Linked DNA regions of Anas platyrhynchos: region 1 is linked to region 2. Evidence: chromatin contacts called from public Hi-C data. All regions are on one chromosome and are shown on one strand. Each heading gives the region's core, a stretch centred on a gene start, on an enhancer-like site or on the middle of the called end of the contact. The rest is flanking DNA. Distances are from core to core; before and after follow the strand shown. Region 1 has its middle 4.1 kb from the start of ESYT3. Region 2 holds the start of FAIM (Fas apoptotic inhibitory molecule).

Region 1 (4,588 bases), core at 98-2,597, 45 kb after region 2:
CCCAGGACCCCCAGCCCAGAAATAACCACGCTTTAGTGGGCACTGTATGTTCCTTTGCTGCTGCCTCTTACCTTGTGAAGAGACAATTCCTTTCTATATCTAAAGAGGTTCTAGGAACTTTAACAAAAATTACACACACACAAAAAAAAACAATACTTCTTTAAGCTCATACTACTAAAAATTTTAACTGAACAAAAGAGAAAGAGGAGTAAGAGATGAAAAATTGCTTTTATCAAAACAGGTTTCACAGAAAGCTCAGACTAACTACTGTGCTCATGAGAATGAGATAAATCAATACTCTGAGACCTCTGTTAACTCTGTATATGATGGATAGTAGTTACCTTTTAAAGAATAATCGTTTCCTGCTGTTTTATTAAATGTCAAAGGAAATACTGAATCACCAATCAAGAGGACAACTTAAGACCTTTCCTGTTGGGGAAAAGTATGATCTTGACTGTGAGCAGACTGCTTTCAAGCACCAGATTTCTGAGCCACTTGAAGCTAGTCTTATTCTCTAATACAAGGAAATTTCACAATATTTCTCCCCATGTATGCAGGACAGTCATTAAGGTTGTCACCCAAGCTTGTCCAGCTTGACCTCTGATTTAATCTGACTAGCTATCACCATCATAGTTTATTAGCACTATGATAGATGCATACGTTGTAGCTGATTATGACACAGGGCTTTTACAGAAAATTGCAAGGCTTTAAAAATGTATTAGTACTAAATTTGCTGTCTCTCAAGCTGGCCATGGTAACTAAGGCAACCCATTTTAAAGGTGGGGAGTTATGAAAAACCACTGCCAACGCTTTTTCTTTTAACTAGAGAGAATATGCAAAGGAATTAATCTGAAAAATCCATACTGCATACTGGTTTGATATCAGAGGGTTTACTGATGATGACTTTCTAACTTTTTAACTTTCTTGTAGCTGCAAGGCTTGTGACCAGTGTGGAAAGTCCCACATTAATGCAACTGAATACTAAAGGTGCACTATGTCTTTTCTCTATGTATCCGCAGCAAAACAGAAAACACTTATGTAAGGATAAAAACTTATTCCTTGCATTAACAGAATGACTTCTGTACCAAGACCTGATTAAAGCAGTTACTCCCTTATTGTTTAGTTTCCCCTGGCTTCATACTCCGTCCAGGCACTGTTCATCCTGTCAAGCAAAGCCATACCTGGACTCTACCCCTCACAGGGCAAAACCCTTGCGGCTGCTACTCCTGTCCACTCTTGAGCAAACATCTGAGAATATCTTCCCAGGGAAAGCTGTGGCTTCTCCATTCTGTTAGGTTCTGTTCAGAAATAAAATCTGAGCTATACAACTCAAATGAACCTGTGCTACACTGTTTGGTCAAGTATGTTATTCTGGCTGGAGACAGGGACTTCTCATGGGGGAAATAATCACATGCAGAAGGCTGGAAGACATCATTATTTGGGAATATGTGAAAAGTGGTGCTGGGATTAAATGATGCTTATTTTTAAAGACTGCTTCACTGTGCTGCCTCCCCCATACCGTGCTTTGTGTCTGCCTGGCTCATGGCTTCTCTCTCTGCTTCTGTATAAGGGGCAGTACAGAGAGGCACTGATCTGCTGGTACTTTTGGCAATATAGTAGTGAAAGCAGTAAGAACAATTTATTTCACACGTCCACTTGCTGTTGCTACAGAGGGGCCACTAGTGTGAGGGCAGTGCAGTGGGATGCAGAGTACGTACCCCAGGAGGAAAAAAGTGGCGTGGCACAGCATCCCTTGTCCAGCCTCGCTCCTCGTGCCAGCAGATCCCACACTGCTCTGACACTGGGATTTGCAGTCTGGGTTAGCAGAATGCTGAGAAAAGCTACATCCTTTATACACAAATTATATAACAGCAGATATGGCACAAGAAAGTGAAAGAATATAAACCACAATCTACAACTGTAGGGTTGGAACAAAAAAACAGATTTCCCTTAAAGCAAAGAGAGCATTTTCCACTGCTTCCACAGATGTCCTGTGAGTTGGAGCTGTCACTTTCCTGGCTCTGGTGATGACTCAGATTTCCTCACAAGTGACATCAAAACACTTCTGTGTCATCTTGGAGCCTGCACTGACCCATAAGCAGTTGCTGCCACCTGCTGAACAGAAAAACTTTTACGTCAGGAAGAAAGGTTACAACAAATAGAGCTAGAGCAGAAATTATTTGAGAGTAGTTATGACCTCTCTGCCTATGACTTATCCCTGGATGTTATCACAAGGTAGCTTTGCATCCCATCATTAATGTTAGTATACAAACCCAATTTGGCAGGTAATTTACAATCTGAATTGGATAAAAATAATTTATCACCTGAAAAGTCAAATCTTGCTGAAATTTGACTGTGTTTCACATATAACGGAATCAGCAGAGAGCTGAAATAAGCCAGGGGAGCTTCAGTTTATTTTTAAAAGTCTTCACAGAAGTACGACTTCTATTATTGCACTATACACTTTAATCTCAGCACAGTCAGTTAAATATATTGTTTCTTTTCATGTTTTCCCTTGTCATATCTTAGATTTATTCCTTTTGTTGTTGTTGTTGTTGTTGATTGAACAATTGTATCTGCAATAGGATCCGTGAGCACAAGATACAATGTCTACAGACTAAAAATAGTTCGACACATTTCTTGGAGGATAAAATATTTTATAGATTTTGTTATGTCAGTTGGTGAAAAGCAAGCAAAATACCCCTGGGAAAAATATGTCTCCAGATCCTTAAATCCTTTTCTACTTTGCTGTGTGAAAGAGCATGCTAGCACAGGCTACTGACACTGTAAAAATTGCCTTTCAAGTGCATGACAAAGTTACAGAACAACCTTATTAATAATTTATAGTTTAGCCTGTAATCTCTACAGCTTACGTTTTGCTATATTTTAAATGCTTAAAGACCTTGACTGAGCTCACAGAAACCTCTTCTTTAAGGAATTAGTGCTCAACCTTTGCAAAACACATTAAAAGCATCAAGCAGCAGAGGAAGCAAATGTACAAACCCCAGAACCGCTGTCCCAGGTGGTACCTCCCCGTCAATGGTAAAGCCAGGGAAGAGAAACTTCTTGATTAAGTTTCTTGGAGGGCTTTTTTGTACAGCTGACACTTTCCACAAATCCATTTAAAGTGAAGATCTCCCAGAGCACTATTCATGCCTTTGGTCTGCATTTGACAGCACAGGACACTGATCAGATTGGGGCCTGCAGAGCAACAACAGGAGCAACACATGTGAAACCACAAGGAACGCCGTTTGCATTTTTGCCTGCCCAGCCATCCCTTCATCGTAATGGATCCTGACACAGGAGCACCTGCCCGTCGTCTCCCACTTGGAGCGTGGCTGCCAAAGCTGGCACAGGCACAGTTTGCAGCGGCGCAGCCAGGCTGGCGCAGTGCTGGGAACTCAGTCGCTCAGAAGCCACTTTCCTAGAGCCAAGTTATTGCCGAGGAGCAACGACAACATCTTGCCTCCCAGCTCCTGCTGCGTTTCTGCTTAGCATGTTTAGCCTTTTCTGAGGAAGGGAAATGTGCACAGCCTGCCAGCCTCCCTCTGAAGAGCTCCTACCACCTGTTTTTGGGGCGTGCTTTCAGGAAAGAGACGATGCTCTAAGATGAAGGTCTGGATTTTGGGAAGTGCTGCCTTCAAAGCTCTACAAAGGTCAGTGAAAAGCTTGTGCATAGCAGAACCAGTGCTGAATCCAAAAGCATCCTGAAACCTCCTCATGCAGGCAGTTCTATTCTGTGCTAGGGTTTTGGACCTCAAGACATGCACTGGGTGAATCTTCAGATGAATTTTCTTAGCTCATCACAAGTATCTGCAGCACACAAACTTGAGACTTAAAGGAATTGCCTACTAGGGAAAATTGGATCCCCTTACCCAGCATGTCTCTGTGTGCAGCAACACGTACCCTAAACCTGAAAGAGCTTAGGCACAGAATGATTATTTGTTTGGACTCAGGAAAGGCACGTGATGGCATTTAGTGTGTTTTATAAATGCAAAGGGACTGAGAAAAATTTGAGGAAAGATAACTTTGGAGTAAGCTTACACTGCAGCTCACAAACACAAAATCCTTACCAAAAGGACTCCAGATTGCTGTGAGCTTAGCAGATACGAAGCCCACCTCAACCACTTCACCTCATCCCTGTGGCACGGACAGCTGAGTGCTGTGGGCTACATCTGGGCTTTTATTACTGTCCATCCAAAAGAGATGGTGGGTGACATCTCCTCTTTATCCTGAAACCCTGACATAAGCATGCTGACAGGCTGTCTTCATCCAACTGTACTGAACTGCACGCTGTAGTTATAAAGCCCTCCCTAGCACTGTGCATACAGAGAAGGGTATCCCGGATCTCATTTTATAAATAGATTTCCCTGTGCATCTGCTCCAGCTCACTGCTTGCAAGTACCAGCCCACTCAGAGCAGAGACCCGTGGCAAAAGGAATATTCATCTCAAGATTACTTTCAAGATCTTGGAAAGTTCGACAGTCTCTGCAAGATTCCTTCTTTTTAGCAAAACCCCCAGCTCAGATGCTATTTCTCCAGCAAGGTGGCATGCTGAGTGAGGCCTCCAGGGTGTTTTACAACAGCT
Region 2 (4,420 bases), core at 1,714-4,213:
CAAAGTATATTCATATGCAAAACCACCGACTGCATCAATGTTAATAGTAGCTTTGGTTTTGGCTACTCCGACAGTAAATGTTTCTTTACCCACTAATTTAAACATCCATTCTTTTCGTATTTCCTCCTGGGGAAAAGAAAATAAAGACCATGGGTATTCATGGACAAACCTGGAAACATGTTTTAGTATTAACACAAAACGAACTAGAACTGAGGAAATAGCTCAGTACTCACACCCTAACACTAACTGAAATGATGTAGTTCATTAAATTAGGCAAAGTTAGCCAACTGAATATACCTCACTTGCATGTATTAGGCTTTTTTTGTTTGTTCTGATGGCTTTTGAATGGAAGTGCACTTATATGATCTGTATCTCAGCAAATTTTGAGCACGGAGCAAACTCACCTTGCCATCAACATAGACGACACGTTTTCCTGAAGTGGTCCCGTGTTCGAATTCAATCTTGTGGACACCATCGCTTAAAGCTACTTCCCAAACAGCCACCAGGTCTGTCATCTTCTCCAAGTGGCTGTACCGAGACCTACGGAAACACAACAAAGTAAATTAGTTGTCACTGAAAGAGTTCTGATGACTACAGTTCAAAGCTTCACTGCTTCAGGCAAGTCGCCTTTTACAGCTGTGAAATGAGACTTGAAAGACGAAGCTTACACAATTACTTACAATTTCATGTTTTACAAAAATATCACAAAAAACTGGTAAATAAACTCACTTTGACAAACGCCGTACAAAGACATATATCCGTCTAACCTCTAAAACATCCATTTCAGGTGACAGCATAGCTAAAAAGTTGTACTCAGAGCTCAGATGTTCCTTGACAATTATTTCTTGGCAGGCACTAAAACGCAGTATTTTATTTGGTCTCTGAGAAACTGTTTTAGCTTCTAAGCTTGAAAAATAGTTGGGATGACCAGTTTAGCTATTATAATTTACTCTGTTTTAACGAATTTGTCTGTAATCTCTCATAAGTTTTACCTACATCATTCATAGATACAACTCTGCACACAAAAACACACACAGGGGAGAAGATTGGGAAAGATATCCTTCCATTTAAATAATTTTAGAGTTTAGATACTGTCATAAGCGACTGCTGGAATGGTGGATATCTTTCCAAAAGCTGTTCATACTCAGTTCTGGTATTTTACCTTACTTCATCTTCATAGACAGTAATCTCCTCGCGGGATGCCATAGTAACCAAAACGGCTTTTAATCCAACTAGCAGCAAGAAAAAAAGAAAAGCAGAATAGCAGCAGGAAAGTGCTGACAGCTACATTTTCCTTGTTTCTCCAGGTAAGGTCATGGTTATTTTTTAAAGTGTCAAGAACTGTCATGCACTACCAGAAATATAAGTGGTAATACACTTTTGGACTAAAAGGCAGATAAAAGTATTAATTTACAAAAGCAGTATGTGCAATTAACTCTGCCTTTGGTAGCACATCACAATTTTGTCACTTCTTTGATGGAACAATGGTTTGCCTGACAAAAGCTTGGAAGGAAACAGCTTGACCAAAGCAGGAACTAAAGCCAGGCCTCCACACCTCAGTCACAAACGGTAACCAGAGGCTACTGCCACCTTGGGACGTGAAATAGCAGAGGAGAACAACTTCCACCTGCTGTTTTTTCTAAATCATTGCCGAAGTTTTCAACAATCATTGGTAGCAATCCAACCTGGCAATTCTATGGTAACAGCTACGTTCATCACAAATAAATCACTTGCTTCTCGCTTAAGGGTTTTGTTTTGACAATGACTGTGGTTTTACAACACTGCTGGCTTATTTCTAATACGTTGCTTTGACTAACCAAATCAGTTTGTGCTAGAGCTATCTGCATTAAGGAAAGGACTCAGCTATGCTGCTAATTACACAAGCCATAACGAAACTCCCATGGGTTGTCAGAAGAATACCGTAAGGCACTTCTAAAGCAAGCTCTTTCGCTCTAACCCAATGGAGTTATTAGTTACCAACAGCTATAATTAAAGTGACAACTGATTTTTTGATAACTGTACTTTCTAGTGAAAAAATGAATTAAGGTTGCAAGCTTTAGGGTCTCTTTTCAGCACAATGGTAAGCATGCACTTAAAATTAAACCTCCTTCAGTCTGACTGAAGCATCTATTTTAAAACGTGCGTAACACTGCTGTAGGACTGTTTGTGTTTTTGGCAGTAGTGACAAATGTTTCTGTTTGAAAACGGAAAAAAAAATAGATTGTTTCAGAGATCATTTATTGTCTCTGATGAGATGAAAGTGCCCTAAGCAAAGGCTGCATCATTGCACGGCATTTCCCGTTGCCCAGGTGAGCAGCCCCCCATGGGATGCAGTCCTGTACAGGCAGGGGCTTGTTTATTATTTATAAATAAAGCAGAAATAGGGTCTCTGCGAGGAACCCACCCAAACTGCTGCTGTGAGGTGTGTGGGTACAGCAGGAGGTACTGAGCCCAGGGCACAGGGCTCCCCCACCACACACACACACACACACACAAATCCTCTCCCAGCACCTCCCACACCATCCCGAGAGCCTGCCTCGTCCTGTAACGTGCCGTGCAGAAGGACAAAAACAAGAATTTATCACAAAACATCATTCTTTTGCACTCAAACCCGCGGTGCCGCCTCCTGGCAGCCGGATAACGCAACACGGCAGCAGCCCGGGCTCCGCAGCCGCCCTACCCCACCCCCGGCTGTTGCCCACCCCTTCCACGGCGGTGCCTGAGGGAGAGAAAAGCGGACCCGGACCCAGATCAGAACCAGAACCAGATCCCGTGCTCGGCTCGGCCCAGCCCTGCCCCGCTCCTACCTCAGCGGGGCTCCGCTCCCTGCTCCGCCCCGCGCCTCAAAATGGCGGCCGCCCGCCCCCCTGCCCTCCCCTCACAACCACCGGGCGGGAGAACGGGCGGGACGTTATCCCCGGCCCCATCTCCAGCCCCGGCCCCGGCCCCATCGCCTCAGGAGCCTCCGGAGCCCGCCCTCCATCTCGCCGCCATCCCTGCCAGCTGCTCGATCCCTTCCTTCTCTTCCCTTTTTCTCCGCCGTCGCCCCGCTCCCCGCACGCGGAGCGGCCGCTCCTCGCCATGGCTGAGGTACCGGGGTGAGCGCGGGCTGGCCCGGCTGCCGGGCGGTGAAAACCAAATAAAAAATAAAAATAAAACACGGAGCAAAACGGGTGCACGGCTGCCGAGAAGCTGTGCCCGGCCGGGAGGTAGGGGGTGAGGCAGGGCTGGCCCTGAGGCGCTGCCGCCAGGGGAGAGCCCGAGCTTGGGGCCTGATCTGGTATTTTTCTCTTATAACAGTGATCAAAATATCCTGGATGGTCTGTGTGTTAAGTTTAGTGTTTTTATTTCCCCAATATTTTTTACGGATATTACAAGTCCACCTAGAGCAACTGTGGCTTTTGTGGCTTGGTGTGACTGTGTGCCCGTTACTTCTTGTGCTTTTCTCGTGTTGGTTTGGGTTTTTATTTGGGGGCATTGTGTGTCTTCCACTGTATGCACAACTAGAGGAATAGGAGGCCATGGGCTTGTCTTCAGAATTCATGTTTCTGCCTCTTCTCCCAACTGTAGCAGGAGAAAGCCGAATGGGAAAACTTAAACAAGCTATTAATGCGGCATGGGTTGAGACCAGTGAGTCTTGCTGCCCCCCAAAACAGCAGAAATGTATCAGGTAAGGAAAAGCCAATTTTACAAGTTCTTGCATACTAAGCCAGAATTCATAAGGTATTTCTAAAGCCATCACTTCCATTTGGTAGCGGTGATACAGTTGTCTTCAGTTATTAAAAGCCTTTTGCTAAGAATTTGCTTATTCTGTATTTTTCCAGATATGATCGTCATAGATACTCAGTCTTCTCTGGGAATAAGGCTTGCATTAACAACATTGGTGGAAGACACTGACCGCCACCAGCGGATGATGCAAGGCCTCATGCAGGCTAATCGTAATCTGAGGTGAGATGTGGCAGGAGGAATTTACTTGCTAATGCAGAGCAAAAGCTCTGCCGGGTGGAGCTTGTCACACCCGAGGCCTGAGACCTTTTCCCTGAGATTTTTGTCCAGCATGCAGCAATGCTGGCCTAGATCTGCTTGAGCTTTTGTCTTAATTAATCTGCTGCTTTGTCTCACAGCAGCATATTTACTATATCTGCTGCCGTAGGCTATTACTGGGTGTTATCAGATAATGTTTGTCGGGCCTGCGCATCCTTCACTGTATTTAGTGAAATGAGTTTAATTTGAATCAAGGATTTATCTTTTTAGAGATGAGATACGACAGGAACGAGGTCGGGCATCTCGACAAGAACAACGGGCTAATGAGTTGGAAAACGTGGTGAAAAACATTAAATCAAAAATTTGTCAGCTGGAAGATGAGACGATAGCTAAAGTTTGCCAGCAACAGAATCAAGTCAAAGAACTTCAAAAAGAT

Evidence for each region. Hi-C and Micro-C count contacts between places; a contact is called where the count stands out from the background.
Region 1: a Hi-C map of skeletal muscle shows a contact between it and region 2, with 5 times the contacts expected there. The contact joins the enhancer-like site here to the promoter of FAIM in region 2. A contact is called at or near these places in 2 of 8 Hi-C or Micro-C datasets (liver and skeletal muscle).

Annotation. Positions count from the first base shown.
Region 1 is chr7:8,308,059-8,312,646 of IASCAAS_PekinDuck_T2T, forward strand. No RefSeq gene overlaps it. Among named protein-coding and RNA genes, the nearest start is that of ESYT3, 4.1 kb to the left of the region's middle. Within about 2 kb of position 1,348, at least 1 of the 8 cell types and tissues checked has an H3K27ac peak or open chromatin away from gene starts, as enhancers often do.
Region 2 is chr7:8,261,139-8,265,558 of IASCAAS_PekinDuck_T2T, forward strand. It overlaps FAIM (Fas apoptotic inhibitory molecule), which reads right to left and starts at 2,964. Exons shown (of 5, transcript XM_072040677.1): 1 at 2,808-2,964; 2 at 405-540; 3 at 1-126. The coding sequence starts at 515. It overlaps CEP70 (centrosomal protein 70), which reads left to right and starts at 2,862. Exons shown (of 15, transcript XM_038181935.2): 1 at 2,862-3,090; 2 at 3,825-3,948; 3 at 4,255-4,420. The coding sequence starts at 3,827.